Linked DNA regions of Mus musculus: all the other regions are linked to region 1. A link is a contact called in public HiChIP or PLAC-seq and promoter capture Hi-C data. All regions are on one chromosome and are shown on one strand. Each heading gives the region's core, a stretch centred on a gene start, on an enhancer-like site or on the middle of the called end of the contact. The rest is flanking DNA. Distances are from core to core; before and after follow the strand shown.

Evidence for each region. Promoter capture Hi-C pulls out the DNA fragments that hold promoters and counts their contacts. HiChIP or PLAC-seq counts read pairs in DNA pulled down with a chosen protein or histone mark.
Region 2: a promoter capture Hi-C map of pre-B cells shows a contact between it and region 1, with 3 times the contacts expected there. The contact joins the promoter of Ogdh here to the promoter of Pes1 in region 1. A contact is called at or near these places in 3 of 39 promoter capture datasets (the C10 cell line, liver and pre-B cells), 1 of 484 Hi-C or Micro-C datasets (B cells) and 1 of 9 other capture datasets (liver).
Region 3: a contact with region 1 is called in a promoter capture Hi-C map of pre-B cells, with 5 times the contacts expected there. The contact joins the promoter of Tmed4 here to the promoter of Pes1 in region 1. A contact is called at or near these places in 3 of 39 promoter capture datasets (embryonic stem cells, liver and pre-B cells), 1 of 115 datasets of contacts at active chromatin or transcription factors (acute myeloid leukemia) and 1 of 9 other capture datasets (adipose tissue).
Region 4: a contact with region 1 is called in a promoter capture Hi-C map of liver, with 6 times the contacts expected there. The contact joins the promoter of Nudcd3 here to the promoter of Pes1 in region 1. A contact is called at or near these places in 1 of 39 promoter capture datasets (liver) and 2 of 9 other capture datasets (adipose tissue and macrophages).
Region 5: a contact with region 1 is called in an H3K27ac HiChIP or PLAC-seq map of embryonic stem cells, with 31 times the contacts expected there. The contact joins the promoter of Camk2b here to the promoter of Pes1 in region 1.

Annotation. Positions count from the first base shown.
Region 1 is chr11:3,962,370-3,966,119 of GRCm38.p6, forward strand. It overlaps Pes1 (pescadillo ribosomal biogenesis factor 1), which reads left to right and starts at 1,606. Exons shown (of 15, transcript NM_022889.3): 1 at 1,606-1,691. The coding sequence starts at 1,668.
Region 2 is chr11:6,289,422-6,293,171 of GRCm38.p6, forward strand. Ogdh (oxoglutarate (alpha-ketoglutarate) dehydrogenase (lipoamide)) reads left to right here and starts at 2,176. Exons shown (of 23, transcript NM_010956.4): 1 at 2,176-2,272. It overlaps Gm46270 (predicted gene, 46270), which reads right to left and starts at 2,842. Exons shown (of 1, transcript NR_168687.1): 1 at 396-2,842.
Region 3 is chr11:6,273,097-6,276,846 of GRCm38.p6, forward strand. Tmed4 (transmembrane p24 trafficking protein 4) reads right to left here and starts at 1,741. Exons shown (of 5, transcript NM_134020.1): 1 at 1,578-1,741; 2 at 1,302-1,402; 3 at 1,012-1,137; 4 at 645-791. The coding sequence starts at 1,737.
Region 4 is chr11:6,198,601-6,202,350 of GRCm38.p6, forward strand. It overlaps Nudcd3 (NudC domain containing 3), which reads right to left and starts at 1,851. Exons shown (of 6, transcript NM_173748.5): 1 at 1,343-1,851. The coding sequence starts at 1,534.
Region 5 is chr11:6,063,728-6,067,477 of GRCm38.p6, forward strand. Camk2b (calcium/calmodulin-dependent protein kinase II, beta) reads right to left here and starts at 2,021. Exons shown (of 21, transcript NM_007595.5): 1 at 1,747-2,021. The coding sequence starts at 1,811.

The DNA of each region.
Region 1 (3,750 bases), core at 356-2,855:
TCTCCTACCAGATCTGGTATTACAGCCCCCACTGCAACTTTTGTTTTGTTTTCTTGAGACAAGGTTTCTTTTGTGACTCTGGCTGTCCTGGACCGCACTCTGAGGACCAGGTTGGCCTAGAACTCAGAGATTCACCAGCCTCTGCCTTCCGAGTGCCTGCACACAACTTTTTTTTTTTTTTTGGATTTTGGTACTTTATTTTAGTATAAATATATATTCAACATATGGAAATCACAGTTTCTTTTTTAAAGAGATAAATATGCTTACTGTATCAAGTATACAAAACCACTCTTATAAATACTGATAAAGAGAATGTTCATTCTTATTAAACTCATCTTTCAAAGTTACATTTCAGCTATACATGACTTTAAGCAGAAAACCAAGAATTTTTTTAACATTTTGAAGTAAAAGTAATAAAATTTAAAGGAAATTGATAAAAAAGTCATAAATTTTAACTTTTTTATAAACATGAAATTACCACCTTTAAGACTGACTTAAACCTATCATCAGATCTCATAAGTTTAAAAATTATCTTTATAGATGGAATGATATGTTTTAAATGTGCGCACAACTTTTATGTGTGTGTTGCAGATCTGAACTCCATATCCTTATGCTTGCATGTCAGGAATTCTGTCCACTGGGCCATCTCCTCAGTCCTGTTTTGTTTTCTTGGTTTTGTTGTTTTGAAACACTATCTCTAGCACAGGCTGGCCTGAAACTTGTGCTCTCCCAGCCTCAGACTCCTGTGTGCTGGGATTACAGGCACCACCATCATGCTATGCCTTCCATTATTTTTCTTTCTTTTCATTTTTGTTTTGTTTCGACAGTGCGTCACTCAATACCCTCGCTGTCCTGGAACTTAGCCTCGGACTCACAGAGATCCGTCCCTTCTGCCTCAACTCATTCCCCAAATATAAGCAGTTCCTTAGACCCTCTCCGTGTCCGTGGGAGGTCAAAGGTCGGCCTTTGCTCTATTTTATTCTAACTTGAACAAACTAGGTGCAGCTGAATCTAAGGTCAACAAGGCAAAATCTGGTCAGCTGGGTTTACAACGCCTAGCAACCGTTGCCATGACAATTGAACTCCCTTAAACTCACTGGCCTAGCATTACAAAAACTAGTAGCTTTAGGTTTAGTGAGCATTTCTGTTTTTGTTTGTTTGTTTGGTTGGTTTGGTTTTTAAAGAAAACATCAGCCAGGCGTGGTGACACACATCTTTAATCCCAGTACTCTGGAGGCAGAGGCAGGCGGATCTCTGGATTAGAGGCCAAACTACAGAGCTCTCTGAATCCCAGAAGGCTCCGGGCTGTCTGTCTCCCATCCCTTCAGTCCTGCTGTATCCCAAAATGCACTGGGGCTCGCGTGCTCAAACAACCGTGTCTAGGGTGCTTATAAAACTGCCTAAATTTCCATGTTGCTTTAAAGCTTGTCTATAGATTTTGGTAACTAAGAAAAGAACTGAAAGAACTACCACAATTGTTGAGCTTTAGAGAATTTGGTTGTAAATAACGAGGTCGCCAAAAGCACAACTTTCTCTGGATTTGTACAGGCATATTTTCAGACAGCCCTCAGCTGGCGGCGTGGGGTCCTTCAGGGCCCTAGGCAGGGCACGTGCGGGAGGAAGTAGCTCTGGTGTTCTGGCTGCCTTGAATTTCTCAACGTGGAGCTATGGGAGGTCTGGAGAAGAAGAAGGTGAGTGAGTTCCAGCGGAGGTCGGAGCTCCGGCTTTATCACTTTCCCTGGCCTCTGGGGACCGAGAAGTCTTGAGACGGCCGCCGGAGCGAACCTTCTGCACGTAGGCCCCTGGAAGCCGGGAAGAACTGTGACGGGCTTTCTGTGGAAGGAGTTGTGGAGACAGGCGGAGCCGCCAAAAGAGTGATCAGTGACCAACGGGACGTAGAATTCATTATCAAGACTTGGGACTTTCTTAATTGAGCCAGGCCCGGTCCTAGGTACTGGGAATTGAGAAGTAAGCAGTCAGATGCGGCCCCGCTTTCCCAGTGTCAACTTCAGATAAAGTGGCTAAGGGTTTTTAAGTGCGCTCCTGAGAAAGGGAGGGAGGGAGGAGCAGTAGAGTGGAGAGTATCAACAGGCGCTTAATCCGATTAGTGTTGTCTTGTAGGTCCTCTTCTGACGTAGCATTTTAGTGGAAATCAGTACTTAAAGAACACTTTAGTCTGGGGCATGAAAATGTTGGGAAGTGTGGATGGTCCCCAACCTTCCCCTAAGAGAATTCTCGGCACTCAGAGAAAGGAGAGACTAATATCAGCGTGCAGCTGTAGCTTCCAGCCGTCTCTTAGCCGTCTCTGTGTTTGATGGTTTATATGGGGTTAGGCGTTGTCACAATCTTATATTTTAGGATGACCCTTTTGTTCCTTTACAGGCTCTGGTTATGATAGTTTTATCTTTAGCAGATGGAACTTGCTATCCGTGTGATATTGGTGGTGCTCAATTCTCAAGGGAGAAAATGACCTTTTTTTTTTTTTTCTTTAGAAAAGGGGAAAGGGTGAGCAGGTTAAAAGCAGAAGTCAGTGCAGTTTTAGCTCTGTTGTCTCAGATTAGAGACAGTTTCTTCTTCCTATGCAACCTTGTTTCCCAAGTTTAAGCTTCTTAATCATAATTAATGTGAAAGCTTGCTGTTTTTCTTTTTTCATTCAGAAGTGCTTAGCAGAGAAAACAGAAGTGAATTCCACGGCCAGTAGGAAAGAGAGGCAGGTGGTGTGCAGGGTTTTGGACAGACAGTAGCATGGCTGTGAGATGTAAATAAGTGAGGTGCTGTCTAGGTGAGGCTGGGGCCGTATCATGTGAGGCTGGAACTTATTCTGAGTGGAGAAGACAAAGAAAGTAAGTGACTTGATCTGAGTTATTCTTGCTTCTGTAAGGAGACTGTGGGTATGAAGTAACTTTGGGATAGGAATGAAGAAGATGAGATGGGCTCAAGTCTTTCCTTTGACTTGCAAGTTTCTGGTAACAATCTGCTTTGTTGTTTTTAATTACTTTTTTTAAAGTTATTTTTTATTTATTTTTATGTATATGAGTGCTCTATCTGCATGTATACCCGCATGCCAGAATAGGGCATCAGATCTCATTATGGATGGTTGTGAGCCACAATGTGGTTGCTGGGAATTGAACTCTGAACCTCTGGAAGAGCAGCCAGTTCTCTTAACCACGGAGCCATCTCCCCAGCCCCTTTAATTACTTTTTTGAGACTATAATTGCATTATTCCCCCTTTCCCTCCAAACCTTTCCATATATTCTCACTTGCTCTCCTTCAAATTCATGGCCTCTTTTTAAAATGATTTTTATATAACATAGTATATATATGTTCCTAAATACATAAATACACCTGCTATATACTAGTGTGTGTGTGTGTGTGTGTGTGTGTGTGTGTGTCAGTCAGTGTGTGTCAGCGTCAGGGTTGACTGTTTGGTATTGGATAGCTAATTGGTCTGTTCTTCCCTGGGTAATACTGTTTCTCCCACTCACAGTATTGGTTGCCTGTAGGGTTCACATCTCTTGGCCTTTCTTCTATCCATGTTAGCAAGTCTGTTGTCCTTGTTCAGCTTATGTTTAGGCAGCCATGTTGAGAGACTTTCTGGGTGTAGTTTCTGACATCCTTGGAGACACAAATCTCAGCAAACTTCCTGATCCTCGGCTCTTGAAGGTTTTCAGTTCCTTCTTCCCCAGTGATCCCTGAGCCTTGGGTGTAGGAGTTGTTCTGTGGATGTATTCATTGGGAGATTGGGCTCCT
Region 2 (3,750 bases), core at 926-3,425, 2.3 Mb after region 1:
ACAATTGCTTGGCCAGGTCAAATTTTAGTAGGATTCTCTTGAGTGGTCCTTTTTTTTTTTTAAAATTAATTAATTAATTTATTTATTTTTTGAAACAGTGTTTCTCTGCAGCCCTGGCTGTCCTGGAACTCACCTTGTAGACCAGGTTGGCCTCGAACTCAGAAATCCGCCTGCCTCTGTCTCCTGAGTGATGGGATTAAAGGCGCCACCACACCTGGCACAAGTGGTCCTTTTTTGACTATTTCTGGGCTGAGGCTATAACACAAAGAAAGCCTTTTGTATAGGCCTAGTAAAGCAGGATTCCTTAGCACTCAATATCAGCCAGTATTACAGTGTGGGCTATAAGACCCTTAGCTATAGCCGGGAGTGGTGGCGCACGCATTTAATCTGAGCACTTGGGAGGCAGAGCCTGGTCAACAGAGTAAGTTCCAGGACAGCCAGTGCTACACAGAAAAACTCTGTCTCAAAAAAACACACAAACAAACAAACAAAAAAGGCCCTTAGCCATAAAGACTTGACACATCTCTGTAACTTTTTTTTTAAAGATATTTTATGTTTATCAGTAGTACACTGTTGCTGTCTTCAGACACACCAGAAGAGGGTATTGGATCCCATTACAGATGGTTGTGAGCCATCATGTGGTTGCTGGGAATTGAACTCAGGACCTCTGGAAGTCAGTGCTCTTAACTGCTGAGTCATCTCTCCAGCCCCTCTATAACTCTTTATGCAATCTGGATAGAGGGATTTGAGTACCTAGGCCACATTTAAGCTGCAATAGCAAGTTCTAACTGTGGGCTGAGGAATCTTGGCTTCTTAGCCCTTAGGCTTCTTAGGACGATATACCCCAGGTCCATGGGAGGACAACTCACGTGTACCATTGCTGATGCTTCTGCCCTTGTACTGTGGCCTATCACTGCTACCAAAGCTTGAAGAGCTTCTGGCATACTTGTGACTACTTGTGACTTCTATTTCAGTAGAGCAAAAGGACTCTCCAGCCAGCTCATCCAGCACTGGTGCCATTTGCCATACATAGCAAGGATAAACTGACAGTCTGTATTGCTGTCCATCAAAAACTACTCTGCTAAAAAAGAGAAACAAGCGGAGAGTTAAAGGCCATGAGCATGAAGCTGGGCATGGGACTTATAGCTATAGTCCTAGCACCTGGTATATGCAGGTAAAAGAAACAGAGCAAGGTCAGCCTACATTATGAAATTGAATCCAGCCTCAGCTACATGCCATTGTCTCAAACAACAACAACAAAAGACATGAGTATGAAATGAACCACTCTCCTTTTTGAGACCTGATCCAACTGTGTAGCCCAGGCTGCCCACAAGAACTCTATGTAGCCCATCTTGACCTCCCAATTGGTCAGTTTTTCTCTGTTCTGAAATTGCAGGTGTGTGCTGCAAAATCTGGCTGAATATTTTTGTTAGTTTTTTATTTTGTTTCCCAAGACAGGGTTTCTCTATGTGGCCCTGAAACTCTCTCTGTAGACCAGGCTGACCTCAAACTCAGAGATGAGCCTGCCTCTGCTTCTGAGTGCTCTGCTTTAAGGTGTGCACTCACACAGCCAGGCTCTGGCTTAACATTTTGACACGGGGAACATTTCATATTAGTGAAGTGTAACAGGTTAACTAGTGGATTTTGTCTGTTTAGAGCAGGCTCTGGAGCCAGGAAGATCCAGGGGGACCCCAGCACAGCTTCCTGTCAGAATACTAGCAGGAACACCCAAGTCGCATGACAACCAAGTCACATTAGACCTCGCTAACTAATCTTCATAAGGACTGCTGCAAAACAAGTGTTCAAAATAGTCACTCATGTTATTCAAATTATTTTGTGCAGGGATACATTTTACCAACCCAACTATTATTTAGGGCAGCTTGTTTTGGATACAAAGCCCGTGGGCCTCAAAGTCGCAGCGCTCCTGCTTCGGCCCGCCAAACGCTTCAATTATCAGACGGCATCCCACGCCCTGAATGTACCAGGTTCTTAACAAGCTTCGGAAGCGTCTCCCGTGTAACTGCTAATGACAGCCGAAAGACAGTGAGCAACAGGCTGGCTTTGGCCAGATGCAAAGTTCTGCATTGGCGCGAAGCCCGAGCGAGCGACTGAAACCCAATTCTGTGACGTCACGTCACGCCCACAGCCTGTCTTGCAGGCCGCTCCTCTGGGGCCGGGCTACGCGTTGACGCCACACGCCGGGGCGGGGCTGAGAGTTTGGAGCCCGGAGTGGTGTCGGCGCTTCACTCGGGTGGAGCTGAACGGGAGACAGGTAACCTTGTGCGGCAGACGGGCTCCGTCCAGGGCTGGGAGGCTCGGCGCTTGACACCCGGAGCTCGCGGCCGAGGGTGAGGCCTATGCGTCCTTGCTTCCGGAGTGCCTGAGTGACGGGCGTGAAGCCGGACAGAGCCGGGCTGGCGGAGGGCGGCGATGGTGGGCGGGGGACGAGACCTGACGGACAGACGTTATAGCCAATGGCGTGGCAGGGTCCTCCAGGCGGGCGGAGATTGGCGGACGCGGACTTGCGCCGGGGGTCGGGGGGCCGAGCGCTATTGGCTCTGGCGGCGGAGCCGCGAAGGTGGCGGGCTAGGGAGTAGGTGGCCTGGCGGCCCGGGAGAGCCCCAAGGTCGCGGCGTGTCACGTGGACCGGTCGCTCCCTCTGGCCCGCGCGCGTTCTTTTGTCCTGCGTGCGCTGACCCCAGCAGGCCGCCGTCCTTGTGTTCGCCGTGCCCGGACACGGCGCTGACCTTGGTGCCTGCGGCAGCCCCACCTGCCGGTATGAGGTAAACCAGGCTGTCGGCCAAGGTGACACTGGTTTCCCTAGAAACACCATCCACGCACCGCTTTCCTCGCGAGAGTGTGTGACAGATGTGAGTTATACCCAGAGTGACTGGGAAGCCTGCTACTGTGCCCTCGCATGAGTTACCAGATCATGTTTCTTTTGCCCACCGAGCAGTGTGCCAGTCTCTGAAGTGACAGGTTCGGCAAGAATCCTCACGTGGATACCATGTAAAGACAGGAGAGCGGAGTGTAGGGCATTTGAGTATCTACACGGTGAAGGAGCAGGGTGAGGTGTGGAAAAGGGATTAAAGGTAATGAGAAGTGACGGGCTAGGTGTTGTGCGCATGCGTAACTCAACTTCCTGACTGTAAGATCAGAAAATGGCGGCGTTAAGCATCATTGGAGGGTGGAGTTTTAGATCCTTGACGTCAAAAGGTCACTCAAGGAACACCTCTACAGGCCCAAGTGGGGTCAGTGGGGTCAACCTGTATTCGATGGAGGTCTCTACGTCCGTAAGTGTTATCTGTATATAGTGAAGCTATTGCGAATGTGCAACTGGTCTTCATCACCCTAAGTAGAAGCGTGTAACTAAAAATAGAAGTAAAAATTTCCCCCAGCTTTTCTGTGGATTTCATTGCCCTTACAGGCCCTACTTGTGTCTGTGTATCCTGTGCTCTGACATTGAGCAGAGGACACCGTTGGAGTTCCTCTGTTTGTCTGATCCTCTAGCCTTGCCCTTGAAGGTGGAACCAGGTAGATTAGTAGGTGGCGTTAGGAAAGTGACACTATAATTGTCTTTTTCTCTTTTTCTATCCTTGTCATTTTGTATCACATACTATGCAGCTTTCTTTCTTTTTTTTTTTTTAATTTAAAAGGTTACATTTATTTGTAGGTAGGGAGATGTGCACACGTGACAGTGCTTGTGTAGATGTCACGGGGCAACTTGTGAGCGCTGGTTCTCATCTTTCA
Region 3 (3,750 bases), core at 491-2,990, 2.3 Mb after region 1:
TCACAGAGGAAACATCCAAACCTCAGCTAGGGAAGAGGAGAGCTCAATGTGGTCAGGGTTGCTGGGAAGGTGAAAGTGATGCAGATAGACAGCAGGGATGGGGGCAACGGGACATGAATCTACGTAATGCCACAGCTCTGTACGCTTACACATAGTTAAAATGTTAGGTTTTATATGTATTTCATAACAAACAAACAGAAAAAAATATTAAATGGTCTACAGCCACACCATCCTGAACACCTGAGATCTGATCTCAGAAGCTAAGCAGAGCCAGGCCTGGTTCATACTTGGATGGAAGACCACCTAGAAATAGTGAGTGATGTAAGCTTTTAGAACTTATATACACATATATGTATTTATATATAATATAGTCATTAAAATAAATATAATACATTTTATATACGGATATATAATACAGACACACACACATGACTGGAGGTGTGGCTCAATGGTAGAGAGCTTGCCTAACGTCCAACCCTGCCACTGTAGACATATACAGAAATCGAGGAAAGAAAAGCAAACCCAAACCTCACCTATGTAGACTGACTGGTAACTCCCACATTCCCGAGTAGAGAAGTCCCCAGCAGCCACGTTGCACAGTGGGTTTAAAGGTCAAGTACAGCCTCCAAGTTCAAGTCCCTTACCCTCTGATAATCCTGCTCCTTCTGGATCTGTTCCACCTGGTCAAGCAACTGGCGAGCTCGAAGCTGGAGCTCTGTTAACTTATCCTTAGCAGCGATCTCGGGGTAGTTGTTGGCATGCTCTCCAACCTGGATGTCCAAGTGTACACGCTACAAGGAAACAGGACGAAATGACGGGGGTGCCACCCACCGTCTGTTACCGCTATGGAGTCTGATTCTTGTCTCTGGCTGAATGAGGAAGAAGGACATCCAGTTCTAACTGTACCCACTTGCTGCCCCCAGAAAGGCAAAGTTAAAAGAAAAAAGAAAAGACAGCAAGAAATCAACCTTGGTATCAAGTGAGAAACTCTAAGGCTGATGAGCCTCTTACCAGTTTGCCTCCAGCGAAGAGAGCCATTCTGGTGGAGTTGGAGTGAAGACAAATCTGATGGTCACCGGGTGTGTGGGATGTGAACGTGAAACGGCCCTCGGAGCCGTATTGCCGGGACAGTACAACCTGCAAACACGCATCAAGCCCCAATTTTACAACGATCTCTTAAAATGCGGGACCTGGTACCTGGGGACTTTCTCAGGACCACGGCGGTATTTTCCATCCCATAAAGACATTAACGGACAGCTGGCGCCAGCTAGAACCTTTTTAGCGAGGTGGTGGGGGTTTACCTTGCCGTCCGGGTCCTTCACCTCTACATGCATGCCCAGGCCGGGGGTCGACGGCAGGAACACCTCTTTCTGTTTGTCCCACATCTGAGTTCGATAGTTGCCTGCAGAGTAGACACACAGTCACAACCTAGCCCCCAGGAGGTGGCCCCAGGGCACTGTGCAGGGGAGCTGGTGCCCTCAAGGCACCCTCGGGATGGGGTCGAGCTGACAGGGAAGGAGGGGTGCTTCCAAGGGCCAGCTGAAAACAAAGGGCCTCTCCACCCTCAGCCCCCTGACCGATGACCATGGTCTCGTCGGGTATTTCCTCGATGAAGCAGCGCTTCTCAGTCTCGCCGATGTGGAAATAGAGCCCACGGGCACACGCAGCACACACAGTAAGCACCAGCAGCCCAAATCGCACCATCCCCTGCAGCGGTCCGACCCCAACACCTGCCATTGCGCCTCAACCTTGCACATGCGCACACTTGCGCACTGCTCAGCGTTTGCGCACCCGCTTGGAAACGGAACATGCGCCTGCGCAGTGTCGCAGTCCCTCAGCTCCCTTTCGAAACCCGGTCCGCTGTACACCCGACCCCAAGCTTGCATTGTTCTGCGCCCGAGCGTCCCCTAGCGTAAACTAGCCTTACAGAGAGAAAAGGCCGGCCCAATGAAGCTGCCCAGGGCTTCTGTCCCTTGTCTTTAGGCTTGATTGCCCTTGTTAGGCACCTCTCTGCGCCTGTGCTCTGTGTAAGGAGAAGCAAGCGTACTTTTCGGGGAAGGGTGCTAGGCGACTTGAGATGGTTAACCTGAACAGCGTGAGTTCTTCTGGTCCCCAGCACCTGAAGTAAAATAAACCTTTCTTTTGAGCACCCTACAGAAGAGAACACATTGTGTCATTTCACAACTGCAGGACTTATTGAGTCACAATAAATTCAAAGATAGCTTAGTTTACACAGCCTCCTGAGCAGTGTATTATCACACCTGACGCTGCTGGGTGCTGAGGATGGAGCTTCTTGCAAGCTGGCCAAGCACTCTACCAACTGAGCTACCGCCAACTGAAACAGGTTCTTTTATCCAGTTTTAATTACTATCAAGTCATACATTATATATCATATAGTGATTATGTCTATGTGTATGACCTAGCATTGACTGTCAACTTGACACAACAGGGAAGAGGGAACCTCAACTGAGGACTGGCCTCCATTGGACTAGCTTGTGAGCTTGTCTATGGGGCATTTTCTTGGTTGTTAGTTGATAGAGGGCCTAACCCACTATGGGTGGTAGCATCCCTGGGCAGATGGTCCTGGGTCGTATAGTAAAAGTAGCTGAGAAAGCCAGAGGCAAGCCAGAGGCAAGCCAGTAGGCAGCACTTCTCCATAGCTGCTGCTTCAGTTTCTGCCTCCACATTCCTGCCACGGGTTCCTGCCCTGGCTTCTTTCGGTATGGATTGTAACCCAGAAACCAATAAACGCTTTCCTCCCATTCTGCTTTTGGTCGTGGTGTTTATCAGAGCAACAGAAAGCAAGCTAGGACTGTGTGTGTGTGTGTGTGTGTGTGTGTGTGTGTGTGTGTGTGTGTGTGTTAGAGAAGCCTTACAAAAAGGTTTAAAAGGATGCAACATAGTTCAAGGAGTTCAAAGAGGTCTTAATGGGAGGCAGAGGCATAGAGCCAATAGGCACTGTGGTAGTTCTGTTAGATTAACTGAACTAATCACAGAGCTGTTGTTGAAGATTTCAGAGCTGAGAGACATAGAGTTGAACCAAGCAGAAGCAGAACTGAAATGCAGGATCACAGGACCATGAATACGAAGTTCAGGACTAGGTCCAAATGAACCAAGGAAATGAATAGCAGCAGAGACCCAGCTGAGCTGAATGCTGGGGGATGTTCAGGAGGGCCTTGTCTTGCCAATCCCTGAAACACACTCCCATAATAAGAAAGCAGGTCAGTAGGGCAGTTGCCATGGCAGTGTGAGGACTGCTCCTTTTTTCTTTTTCTTTTTTCTTTTTGTTTTGTTTTTTGTTTGTTTTGGGGGAGTGGGGATTTTTCTCTGTATCCCTGGCTAGCTTGGAGCTTGCTCTGTAGACCAGGCTGGCCTCAAACTCATGGATATCTGCCTGCCTCTGCCTCCCAAGTGCTGGGATTGCTCACTGCCAGGCTAGGAGTGCTCCTCTATGTGGGCTTAAGGTAAGGATGTTGGACCCTGGCTCAGTGTGACACATTTGGTAAGTTCTCAGGCCTTGGTTTCTGATACTGTTTGTTTGGTCACACGTGAGAATAGAACTAGTCCAGAATGCCAAAGGTCCAGGGCAGAGGGCCAGCAGGACTGTTTGGGATGTAAGAAAGGAAGTCAGTTTCCCAGGTGATCTTGGTGAGGTGACTTTCAAGGGCCACTGAGATTTATTATCGACAGTCCAACAACGTGTGCAGTGTCCTGGCCTTCAGCATCCTTTGCATCTGCTCTTACAGGCTT
Region 4 (3,750 bases), core at 601-3,100, 2.2 Mb after region 1:
CATCGGTTTCCATTCTGAAACTGAAACTCAGTAGCAAACCTTCCCACTGATCACCTCATGGTCATTATGTTAAGAGTTACTAGAACATTCTAAGCTTTGGCTTCTTCCACTGAGAGGAACTGAAGAAAGTAACCCCTGACAAGCCCACAGAACAGATTAAGATGGAAGGTAAGCCAGGTGGTGGCAATTCGAGTCTTTAATCCTAGGCAGATATCTGAGGTTGATGCCAGAGTGAGTTCCAGGACTTCAGAGCTACACAGGAAAGCCCTGTCTGGGGCTGATGCAGGGGTCAACAAACAGCAAAGGTGACATGAAGCACTTTATAGGTTTGTGAATCAGACTCTACACGCCCCTCAAAACCTACTTCAACGTCTCCTACAAAACTGTCTCAATTTCCTAACTACCACTTCTATCACTTCCTTCCAAAGAGCTCTACCACACAGAGAACTAGCAGAGCTCTCTATTAGTGTCTGTGCTTTACTCTCTGTACAGTGTCAAAAGTAGACAGACCATTATTTAAATATCCATACCATCAGAGTCTATACCGCAGCTGAGAGTGTTAAATATATTCATTAAATGTTTGCTTATTACTAACTCAACAATGTCAACAATCCCAGCGCGGGAGCGTCGGGAAGGAGGACCATAAGTTCGAAGCCATCCTGATCTACCTGGCAAGTTCCAAGTCAACCAGGGCTACACAGCAAGATCTTGTCTCGAAAGAAAACAGTTTTTAAAAAGGTGTCCAAACAACTTGAGTCAGTCATTAGTAACGCTTCAAAAACAATAAATATAACCTAGGACATATAAATTTTAATCCAAATGTAAATTTCGTAAACATTACAATTGTCCACCAACTTAGTAAGTCACTGGCAAGAGGCCACACCCACCAATCAATACATACCAGTCATTCCTGCCACCTCCGAGCCCGGGAATTCTGAAATCTACTAGTTTCTCCCGCTGTGAAAGTCCTCCTCCTACAGCCTGCACGGTTTGAACCCTGCCTAACAAGCCCCTTGCACCGTTCTGGGGATGCCCACAGGGCGCTGGGAGGCCCTCAAACCCAGGCTGACAGGTCCAACACCTAAGCATCTCCCGCACAAACCCAGCCTGTACCCAAAGAAGCGCATTCCTGCCAACGGATCCGTGGGTCAGATAACGCCTGGCCATTTACTCAAATCACCTGGTGGCACCCCAGAGAGAATCACAAACCCTGAAGGGTGGGCTACGGAGTGGCGCAGTTCCCAGACGTAGGACGCGAGCCGGGGCACCTCTGGCGCTGGGAGGTGGAACTGGGGTAAGGACCTGCTGGACCCCAACGGCCCGCCGCCTCTCTCCACCTCACCTGCAGCACCAGGGCCTGTGCGGCCCCGGGCGGGAAGCCCATGCGGTCCGAAGGGTGGCGCAGCAGGCGGTAGAAGTCGGTCTTGCGGTAGAGAAAGCCGAAGAGCACGCGCAGAAAGTCCTGGACATTGCCCACGTGCTGCAGGATGCCCAACAGGGCCTGGTCATAAAGCTCAGCAGCCCCGGGCTCCATGGCTCTGCTGCCCGAGGGACGCGAACACAGTGGGCACCGCCTCACACCGGCTGATTGGCCACTTCCGGCGTGCGCGCCTAACGGCTCCCCCCGGACAGCGAAGACGCGGAACTTCCGGTCCGCGCTTGTTACTACCGGCGGTAACCGATCGTCGTTCTTGCGGCTCTGCTGGATCTCCTCCGCCGCGACACTTGCCTAAAGGAGATTGGTATGCGCTCAGTACGGTTCCTACATGCAAGAATAACCATGGTCACGATGCGGAGAGCGCTTGCCAACCATGTTTGAAGAGGGCGGAAGCATTGTGGTGACGGCCACTTGACGTAGTCCCTGGAGGTGTCACGTGGTCTGGGAGCCTTTCTTCTTTCTGGATTGAATTCCTGCGTAGGTGTCTGGTGCGCCTTCTTATAATACCACATTTTGTTTGTTAGCGGAGGGAACGGAAAAGGAATATTGTAGAATTGTATGGAATTCCTATTAACAGAGCTATGAGTGAAACTCAGAAGGTTGCACCAGATTTCAAGGTGACTTGAAAGGACAAGAAAAGTGTGAAAAGCTCAGTGAAGGAAAAAAAGAAGTATGATACTGTAAATATGTGTGTGTGCATCCGTATGTATAGCATGTGTGTATACACGTGCCGTTACTAATACGTGCATATAGACATTTTAAGAAAACGTTTATGTAAGGTTGACACACAATCAATCTGTGGTTTATACCTGTAATCCCCGCATCCAAATCATGGCCAACCTGGGCTATAGAGTCAAACCCAGTCTCAGAAGAGGGTTGGGGGGAGACGAAAGACAGACAGATTAGGAACATATGCTAGGTCACAAACCGAAGACAAATGGCTGAGATGCCTAATAAAATATCAAAGCAGACTCTGGCCACCAGTCTCCCTCAGTACCTTCTGGTACAGGATCCTTCTGGCTGGCATACTAATCCTGACCTCTACCCTAAACTTCTCCAGTCCAGAGTCTGAGCTGGCCTTTTCCTCCCCAAGCTTCTCTGATTCCTATGTAACCCAGCCATTTTGGTTATGAGGTCCTTTTTACCCTTTGGCCTCTTGGTCTCCTGGCCTCTTGACTCCAGGTCTCTTCTACCCTCTCCCCTAACCCTTCTCACATGGCCCAGCTCATTCTACAGCCACTTCCACCCTGAATTCTCCCAGATGCCTCTGCTTCTGGCTGTCTGCTCCCTCCTGTCTACAATAAACCTCCTCCACCATACCTAGAAGCCATCATGTCCTCCTTTTTGTTTTTTTTTCATTCAATGTAGCTAAATTGGTAAAGTGTGTGACTAATGTGTCCTGAGTGTTGTATAAACTGTGTAGTAACCCACATGTGTGACTAATGTGTCCTGAATGTTGTATAAACTGTGTAGTAACCCATACCTGTAAACCTAGCACTGGGAAGGTGGCGACAGAACCAGAAATGTTTATTCATCCACATAGCCAGTTCAAGACCAACTTGGGCTCTGCAAGGAGATCCTGACCGGAAAAAAAACAACAACAACAACAAAAAAGATTTTAATGAATTTCATCTCTACTAGACTAACTAACATCTACAAATTAACTTTTTTAAAAGACATTGTCTTACTCTGCAGCCTTGGCTGCCCTGGAACTCGCTGTATAGACCAAACTGTCCTCAAATTCACAGAAATATGCCTGTTTCTGCCTGCCAAGTGCAGAAGTAAAGATATATGCCACCACACAGAGCAAAATACTGATTTTACTTTTGTTTTCTTGTAGTTCTAGGAGACAAACTCAGGGTCTTGAACATGTTAGGAAAATGCTTTTCCAGTAAGAGACATTCCAGGCTTAACAAATAACTTAATAGTGTTGGGCCTTAGCAAATTTTAAGTAAAGCCATACAGATAAATTGATGTAAATTTTTTCAACTTAGAATTTATGATCGTGCTCTTGGAAGGCAGAGGCAGGCGGATTTCTGAGTTCGAGGCCAGCCTAATCTACAGAGTAAGTTCCAGGACGGCCAGAGCTACACAGAGAAACCCTGTGTCAAAAAAAACCAACCAAACAAAAAATTATGATCTTAAATTTTGTTTCAAGAACCCATGGAGCAACCGCGATGGCTCAGACAGTTGGTGGTGGCACACACCTTTAATGCCAGTGAGGTAGGCAGATCTCTATGAATTCAAGGCCAGCCTGGTCTACCAAGAGAGTTCAGGACAGCCAGGGCTACATGGAGAAATCCTGTCTCAGA
Region 5 (3,750 bases), core at 771-3,270, 2.1 Mb after region 1:
ACTAGCCCACCTAGGTGGTCTGTAGGTTACGGGCTCCTCATGTGGACTGCTCAGAAGATACCAAGAGGCCTAGGGTGGGAGACAAGCCCCTGGGCATACAGGAGAAGGTGACAAGAAGGTTCCCTAGGAAGGAGAGGCTTCCCACTGCTGCCACCTGCCCTGGCAGCACACAGCTGTGGGGGGATGAACCTGGCTCGGAAGAGCTCTTCGAGGCATCAGAGGATCTGTGAGCTGCAGGGCTGGCCCCCATAACCCCGAGGCTGCCTTAGCTCCACCTGAGGACTCCCCAGCCCACCACCTCTTCCTCACAGAGCATGCCCCCACAGGCTACTGGAAGGTTCTTCAACGCCTGCAAGCGTGAGGCACAGCGCTGAAAGGGCGCTGAGCTCTCCAGGCTGGGATGGCTGTCCGGGTCCACCCAGCCTTGTTCCTTCCCATCCAGTATAGACTTCCTCCTGTCACTCCACTTGGCTCCTCACCCCCGCCCCCCAAGACCTGACCCAAATCCTGTTGGCACGTGCAGGAAGGAGTGGGGAATGCACACACCCCCACACTCCTCCAGCGGGGCACTCCACAATTATCAGTGATCAGCGTCCCTCGCCCACCACAAGCTTTCAGACGCTTTTTCAGTAAAGGGAAAAAAAGGATTTGCGGCTGGATGTGTAAGAGGAAATCTCGCCAGCGCCCCCACGGCACAAGACGGATGGGGGAGGGGAGAGGGAGTGGGAAGGAAGATCCAGCTCTGGAGTTAAGCAGCCAGCACCTAAGGATGCCCCTGCAGTCACCTTAAATCACAGAGGGAAGCCCCAGGCCCCTGAGGGGCTTCGCTGTTTCTGAGACCCTAGGACAAAGCCAGGTCTGGACGTTCACAATCATAGCTTCACCCCCATATTGCTTGTACTGCGGAGCAGCGTCTTGGCGCCAGGGCACCTGTTCCCCACGAGGCCCTACTAGAAATACGCCTTTAGAGTCCCTCCCCTCAGCCCTCCCACCACAGGAGGAAAAAAAAAAAAAAGGTCCAGAAGCCAGCCTCTCTCTGCCTCGATGACCCTGAAATCAGAGGCCCAACTGGTTCCCTGTCTCTCTCTCCTCACTCTCTCACCCCCACCCCCACTCCACGGCCTGATCCTGGCTCTCTGACCTCGTCCACCCCCTCCAAGTTCTTGTTTCCAGAAGAATCTGGGGGGAAAATCCTCTAGAACCCAGATTCCCCAAGGGACCCAAGGCAGAAGCTGCTCCCACGCTGCTCCCCCAAAGCAGATGGGGCCACGCGAGGAGCAGGCGCGGAGCGGGTCCGCTACCGCTGCCGCCCGCCTCTCGGGTGGGGGTGAGGACAGCGTGCCCACACCGGAGACGACCCCCTGAGGCCATGACCGACCCCTCGGGCACTCTAGGCCTGGCAGCCGCCCCCGGGTGCCGCTCCTCTCTGACCTCCCCGCCGCCAAATGCGTCACGTCTGCCCGGCGCTCGGGGGACACCTGCTGCCGCCCCCGCCGCGCCGCGTCCATGTCCCTGAGTCCCGGTCCCCGCTAAGCTATGGCACCCGGCAGGGCCGTAAGCACTGCGGTGGAGGAGCGGGGCCCAGAACCCAAGGCACGGGGGTCGGGGCTGCACGGGGCTGTGCGCTTGGGCCCGCAGCTGGAAGGAGCCGGGGGCGCGCGGGGCCGCAGTGCGCGCGAGGCGGGCGGCGATGGGGTCCCTGCTCCCCGGGGTCTGCGGACAGCCCGCGCGCGCCGAGGCTCTTACTTGCCAATATCCTCGTATAGCTGGTACTCGTCGGTGAAACGGGTGCAGGTCACCGTGGTGGCCATGGCGGTGGCGATCGGGCTCGGCGTGCGCTCGGCTGCGCTCGGGCGGCGGCGACTCCGGCTCCCGCTCGCGGGCACGGCGGCGACACGGGCGCGGGCGCGGGAGACACCTCGGCTCGCGGCGCCGGGCGGGGGCCGGGCTGGGCTGCGCCGGGCGGCGAGCGCACGCGAGATCTGCTCGCTCTGTCCCCGCCAGGAGCGCGCCGCACACCTACGCGCGCAGAGGCGCGGGCGCCGCTGTCGCCGCCGCGCCCGCCCCGCCCGCCGCCCCTTGCACGCGCCTCACTCGCACCGTACACACGCCTGCACCCGCACACTCACCGCACCCGCGCCTTGTACCTGCACTAGCGCCCGCGCCTGCACGCGCACTGCGCCCGCACCCTGCACCCGCACCGCGGCTCCCCTCGCATGCCCGTCGCGCCCGCGCCGGCACCCGCACTGCGCCCGCACCATGCAATCCCACCCGTGCTCGCGCCCTATCCCAGCACATGGGCTGCACCACACGGTGCCCACGCACTGCGTCTGACCCTCTAGGCCCGCGCCCTGCACGGACAAGCCAATGGGCTGACTCTTCTGCTGCCGCAGTTGAACAGTGAACCCAGACTCTTATCCCCTAAAGGCCCACCTCCCCTAGACTGCAGGAGGGAACTGCACCCCATTTGGGAGTCGCCCTCCACTGGGCTCCTCCATTCCCCATACCCCTCATAAGACCCTTCCCACCTTCCTATTCGTGGCAGAGCTGCCCACGAGTCTCCTAGGCTGAATGGGATGAGAGAAAATGGATAGGGAGGTGGTCCCGAGTCTCTCCCTGCTTCTCCTAGGACTGGCAACTAGGATGTCTTCTGCCTGTGGTGAACATTCGGAGTGCAGATTGAGGCAGCAAAACGTGGGCTGCTCAGCTCTTTCAGGGACTCCTGTGACTTCTGAGAGCTCACAGCCATCCTGCCCAGATAGCCTGGGCAGCCCTTTCCCTCTGCCCTGGCCAGGAAAAGGAGCCTCCATTCTTTCCAGTCTCTTGAAAGTGGCCCTGAAGAAGGAGGGCACAGGTGGATTTCCACAAGGCCCCCTCCTCACCCCCAACCAGCATCCCCGATTTGACTCTTGGTGTTTGGAGCCAGGCCCCCAGGGGCACAGGTGGATTTCCACAAGGCCCCCTCCTCACCCCCAACCAGCATCCCCGATTTGACTCTTGGTGTTTGGAGCCAGGCCCCTCTGGGGGGACTTTGCAGCCAGTTTGGGCGGCACTGTTCGGCGATCTTCTGGATTCTTCCCACTTACTGATCCCCAAGAGCAGATTTGATGGACTCAGATCTCAACCAAAGACTAGCCCTGGACTGCAGGATCTTCTTAGTCTAGCAAGTGTCTTCTTAGGAGAATGAGGGGTCTCTGCTGGGCAGCTACTAGAGGTCTTCCTAAAGGTACATTTGACAGAGTGCTGCCAGGGGAAGCTAGGCCTCCTGGCAAGTCCCTGTACAGACCTAGCCCCACCAGAAAGCAAACAGCTAGCAAACAAGAGACAGGCATGGGCAAGTGCAGGTCCCAGTTACAAGTGTCTGGCTGAGAAAATAGGAACCCTGGCCCCAAGCAGAAAGGGAAACTCTACTGTGCCCCCCCAAAAGTATGAGTTTAGATGGGGACGCTGGACCATGCGCTGCTGGGCCATGCGATGGGCACGGGAAGAGTGGGGTGAGGGTGTAGGCCAGGCTTGCTCTTGGGGCTGATGTCGCCTCCCATAGTGCTGCTGAGGGCAGCTGCATTGGCTCTTTCTGAGCTTTGGTGGGAGAAGGAGGCAGGGCTGAACAGCAGAATATAATTAGCAAAACAAACGAAACCCAATTGCACCCCTCCAGGAGTTAGGCTGTCTTTAGGCTACCAAGTCACACACCCTTCCACCAGCACTCGGGAAAGGAGTGTGGGAGCTGGAGGGAAGGCTTGTTGTGCA